Regions from separate parts of the Callithrix jacchus genome. Here region 1 is linked to region 2. The links are chromatin contacts, called in public Hi-C maps. All regions are on one chromosome and are shown on one strand. Each heading gives the region's core, a stretch centred on a gene start, on an enhancer-like site or on the middle of the called end of the contact. The rest is flanking DNA. Distances are from core to core; before and after follow the strand shown. Region 1 overlaps QSOX2 (quiescin sulfhydryl oxidase 2). Region 2 has its middle 32 kb from the start of TMEM250.

Region 1 (2,700 bases), core at 68-2,567, 68 kb after region 2:
ATGTCTCCAAATATTTTTACAAGAACAAATTCATTCTGAAAAAGTTTTTACTACTATATTTGCCAGGCAAGGCAAAGCATAGCATGAAAACTTCTCTTTGAAGCTATTAATGTTTGAACTCTTAAGAGAAAACCGGGAGAAAGGTCAGCAGAGGCAAAGGTGCTGACCCGGCTGGCAGCTCCCCAGGCTCTGGGACCGTGTGTCTTCAGCAGGTTCCAGAGGGGAATCTCAGGAATTAAAATAAATGCTTTTGTCCTTACCTTTAAAAGTTTCTCCCGTTGTAAACTCCTTTGTAAATGCTTTAAAATACTAAGAGGAAAAACAGAGAGCAAGTAAGAGGCAGCCCCCTGGGCATCTGCACATTTGTCCAAGCAACAAAGTGACTGTCACCTCAGAGCTTTACTCAATTTCCTTCAGAAAGTTTTCATAAACTGATGAAACCACAGGCTTCTTTCTCCACATCTCTGTGCATATGAGCGTTTCCTATCAGATTTACGAAAGGGCTGATTTCCAAACAGCATTCCCATCATTTACATTTTCTGACCCAGAAGGGCTAGAAGTCACACAATTCAGTTGGGCCGGAATCATACAGGACACTGCTCTCTGGGACTGGGTAGTGAGTGTGTCCCTAACGGTGAGCTATAACATCAGCTGCAACGACACAAAGAATTTACAGGACGAGGAGACACCATGCAGTACCTCTGAGTGGATGAAAAGGGTTCTTGTGTTAAAATTAAAAACCTTCTGCATCAAAGGCACATTACAGACAATGACAAGACAAGGTTACAGGATGGGCGGGGATGAAATCAGTAAGAGAAGCACACTCGAACCAAGAGGGAAACAGAGAGATGACAGGCACAGACACTCCCCACAGTGGCACCCACAGGCATGGACACTTCCCACGGTGACACCCACATGCACGGACACTTCACACGGTGACACCCACATGAACGGACACTTCACACAGTGACACCCATGGCCCACAAAGCCAGCTGTGCAGGCACCACGGCCGCCGGGGAAATGTAAACAAAGTCGCCAGTGCTTCTGTTCTGTGGGCGAGCACAGGCCTGGCGCGAGGCCCAGGGGTTCTCTTCCAGCCTCAGCTCTTCCCACACCCGGGGAATGCACACAGCAGGGCAGTTCAAAGCCACCAAAGCTTGGAAAAGCCCATGCGCCTGGCAACGAGGGGTTCTGGTCCTCAGAGTGACGCCACCGGACAATCCCATCCAATCAGCCAATGGGCATCATGGTGGATACGGACATCCCCTTAAGTAACGGAAAGAAGGCCCAGAAGCTTCCACACAGCAGTGTGGCCTGTGTCTGAAGCTAAAACAAAATAGGAAGCCATTCTGATGTGATCACACGCTGGGGGCAGGCAAGCAAGTGTGCCTCACAGGCCCCGAGAGGCCCTGGGGTGGGGCTGACACTGGGCAGCCCAGCGTGCCACCTGTCGGGGCAGGACCACAGGCGCTACCAGCACAGTGAAAACAGTAGCCCAGGAAGCAAGGAAGCCACTGTGACGTGACACCACACCACACAGCAGGGTGCCAGGGCTGAGAAGGACGGGTCACAAAGCTTCCTGCGAAGTGGGCCCAAGGCACCACATTCCTGGAGATGTCCGTATCCAGGTGTACAGGAGGTGGCGGTGCCAGTGTGTACATGTGAGCTCTGCACCGGCCATGACAAGGTCACAGGCACCTCTGCCCCCTAGTGGGAGCAATAGGCACAGCGTCATATGTAGGCTGACCTCAGCTCAGGAACACAGAGGCCGTGTGTGCGTGGCCGGTGTGAGTGTGTGAGTGCATGAGCAATGTGTGAATGCATATGGGTGCGTGTGAGTGTGCATGTGTGAGAGTATGTGTGTGTGGTCCACCGAGGAGCCCCGTGGTACACAGACCGCATGTGTGGCCTCAGGCCAGAGTGCCAGCCCTCACACTCCCAGCGTCCTCATGCCCTAGGGCTGTGCAGGCTGCAGGGGTCTTTTCACGCACCCTCCATGTGAGCAGGGCTATGTGTGCATGGACAGTCCCACAGACACTTCCACCACACAACAAGGTGAACGAGAGCTGCCCCCGCAAACATCAGCTCCTTCAAATCCTGCTGAGTTTCAGGCAGCAAAAGCCAGAGCAGCCAAAACGCAGGCACCACAGTGTGGCAAATTTTAACAGAGCCCCCACGGTACTCACCCGGAAGGTGGGGTAGAAGTGGATGTCGTAGTCATGGCACACGGCCTGGTTCTTGTCTTCCATGCAGTCAAGAGCGGCGACGCGGATGGCGCTAGCCCAGTCTAAAATGCAGGAGCACGACCTTCAGTGTGGCGGGCACTGGACTCCCATGAAGCCCAGGACCCAGCAGGCCCACTCCAGGCTGCCGCCCCTGAAAGACCAGCCCCCAGCCCTTTTAGGTCATCAGTCAGGCCCTCTCCACAGTGTCTGTGTGGAGCTAGGAAGAGGATTTCCACCAGCAGCATGGTGCCTCTCCTCCCACAGATGATCACAGAACAAGCGGACTTGTGCTGAACGTGCACGTCATGGAGCAGGGATGAGGCTGTGGTCCCTAATTAAACCACACCCTGATGGACGGTGACAGAAGCAGTTGTCAGCCGCCAGTACTTCACAGGACAGCAAGCACGTGCAGATTAATTGGATGTGGCCCAGGCTGTATGGCGAGAACGTTCCCATGTTCTCACTCCAATGAGCA
Region 2 (2,700 bases), core at 68-2,567:
TGATGCCACGCTCTGTTCTGGACAAACCCATTCATCCCGTGGGCCAGGCCTGTGACCCTGTGGGCCATGGGTCCCCAGGGTGGGTCTGGGCCAGACCTGTCCCTCCTCCGGGGTGGCCTGAGCAGAGTGTGGCACCGAGACAGCTCTGGACAGGTGACCATGGCCTTGGAGGTCTTTGGACCCGTCTCTGGCCACCTTCACCCTGGAAACAGGCCTCTGCTTTCTGGGAGGCAGCTGCCACCAGGCTCTCTGGGACAGACAGGAGTCGGCCCTCTCTGCAGGCCTGGGGTTGGGGCCCTGAGACGAGGTTCAGCCACAGGTCCCTCCAGCCCCCTGCTCCCAAGCCTGAGGTCCCACTATGCTGGAGCCATTCCCTTAAGCCTGCAAGCCCCTCCCTCTCCCAGGGCCCTGGTGGAAAGTTGGTCTGACTAGCAGGGCTGTGAGCACCCTGGGAGGCTGAGTCCATCTTATCTGTGTCTTCAGGACCCAGTGCACCAGACATCTGCAGGGTGAATGAGCGACTGAATGAATGACCGAGTGAATGAAGAAATGTGTTAGAAATTTGCGGCTTTCAGGGATTGTGCATCAAACCCCCAGAAGAGGAAGCAGGCTGGCCCCCAGCACCCCCCATCCTGACTCTGGGGCCTGCCAGGGGCTGGGGCCTGAGTTGTGATCACAATCTCCAGCCCGGGGGGCCACAGGCCACGCTGGGGGACTCGGATCTGGGGAGCCCTGACCTTATTGCTGAAGAAACAACAGCTCAGAGAGGGGACAGGGCAGGAACAAACAGGGTGTGGGGGGGCACAGGCACAGCTGGGACCCCACCACTTGGCTCTTGTGGGATCAGACCCAGCTGGGGTCCCGAGGCAGGTGCCCAAGCCCCCTGCCAGCAGCAGCCCCACCTTTATGCGCCCTCTGGAAGTTCTCAAGGTCAGCGAGGTCCCCTGAGGGGGTCCCCTGAGGAGTGGGGTCGGGGCCTGGAGAGCGTCTGTCTGTCTGTCCGGAGAATACCCAAGCAGCTGAAGGGCACAGGCCCTTGGGGAGCGCTCTGGGCAGCCCAGTAGCCACCCTATTCCGTTTTAATTTTATTTCCTTGATGAAAACAGCAGGATCAATCCTGCTGACCATTTAGCAAGGTGTCTCCATTTGCATATTTAAAAGATACTGCCAAGGAGGGCGGTGGGGGATGGGAGGACAGGCTTCAGGCTGATTGAAGCGGACGCTCATTTCGGCTACATGGAATTTAATTTCCACTTGCAAACTCAGAATAGATTGCAGTGCTGCCGCCGCCCACAGGGCTCCGTGCAGAGGAGCTGCCGGAAAGCGTCTCTGGGAGCACTGTGTGGCAGCTCCATGTCACTTCCCGTCAGCGTCTGTCCCACCGCTGGTTTTAGCTGAAGTTACGATTGAAATGTGAAAACTGGAAGTCTGGAGAAAGGGGACTTAGTCCCGTGGAGGTAGCTGAAGAGCCCCATTCCCCGAGAGTCCCAGGCCTGGTCTGTGTCAGGGATCAGGGCCTGGTCTGTGAGGAGGATCGGGGCCTGGTCTGTGAGGGGGATCGGGGCCTGGTCTGTGAGGAGGATCGGGGCCTGGTCTGTGAGGGGGATCGGGGCCTGGTCTGTGAGGGGGATCGGGGCCTGGTCTGTGAGGGGGATTGGGGCCTGGTCTGTGAGGGGGATCGGGGCCTGGTCTGTGTCGGGGATCAGGGCCTGGTCAGTGAGGAGGATCAGGCCTGGTGTGTGAGGAGGATCGGGGCCTGGTCTGAGATAGGAATTTAGATTGACGGCCAGGGTCGGGGGTCAGAGTCTGACAGGAACAGGGCTCAGTGTGTGGCTGTGGTCAGGAAGGGATGGCTGAGCAGAAGTGAGGTCAGCTCCTCCAAGGCTGGAGGAGCTGGGAAGGAGAATGAGGCTCCATAGAGGCCAGAGGAGTGGATTTCTCCCTCAACCACAGCAGAGTGAGGGCTGAGGAGGTGGAACTCCCAGGCAGGTCACAGGCGAGACTCGTCGCTGGGCCTCGGCCTGGTAGATGCTCACCCTGACCATCCAGTGAATTCACTTCCTTCGAAGGGCTGGGCAGGGTGGAGAGCTCTGCTCTGCAACCCTCCCAAGAAGCCCAGACACTTCCCAGGACCAGGGTCCCACTGTCGCTGCTTGGGCGGCACCCACCTCTCAGGCTGTTACCCATGTCGGAGGCTGGAGGGGTCAGGGGAAGAGGGGCACACAGCTCAGAGATCCCTCTGAGCTGATCACAGGCCCAAGACTTCACTTTTCATGAAGGGAAACTGAGTCTCAGAGCCCGCAACCAGTATGTCCCGAAGCTGGTGAGTGGCTTTGCTGTCCATGGCACTCGAGGCTGGGCTGGGGTGTGTGTGTCCACCCAGCGGTGAGACTCCTGGCATGAGAAGAAGCCTGGGGTCCCGGCCTGCCCTCAGTACCAGCGGCTGCCCTGCTGGTCTCAGCTTTGGGCGAGGGCGAAAGGTCACCCTGCCTGCCCCCTCCTGGAAAGGCCACCTGGCAGGTGGCAGAGACACTGCCATAAAAGGTGCTGCCCAGGGCAGGGCAGGCTCTGTCACCTGCCAGCTTCGCTTCTCTTCCTGCAGTCAGCTCATCTGTGAAATGGATGAACAGCAGCCGCTACCCTGTGGTGTGTTGAAGCAAGCAGTCCCATGTCAGAGGCTTAGAGTAGAGCCCAGCACAC

What was found. A called contact is a pair of places that touch in the nucleus more often than the background predicts.
Region 1: a Hi-C map of induced pluripotent stem cells shows a contact between it and region 2, with 1.8 times the contacts expected there. The contact joins two enhancer-like sites. A contact is called at or near these places in 2 of 3 Hi-C or Micro-C datasets (induced pluripotent stem cells and skeletal muscle).

The regions. Positions count from the first base shown.
Region 1 is chr1:184,708,869-184,711,568 of calJac240_pri, forward strand. It overlaps QSOX2 (quiescin sulfhydryl oxidase 2), which reads right to left. Exons shown (of 12, transcript XM_035262824.3): 2 at 2,187-2,287; 3 at 261-309. Among named protein-coding and RNA genes, the nearest start is that of QSOX2, 19 kb to the right of the region's middle. Within about 2 kb of position 1,318, at least 6 of the 16 cell types and tissues checked have an H3K27ac peak or open chromatin away from gene starts, as enhancers often do.
Region 2 is chr1:184,640,539-184,643,238 of calJac240_pri, forward strand. No RefSeq gene overlaps it. Among named protein-coding and RNA genes, the nearest start is that of TMEM250, 32 kb to the left of the region's middle. Within about 2 kb of position 1,318, at least 2 of the 16 cell types and tissues checked have an H3K27ac peak or open chromatin away from gene starts, as enhancers often do.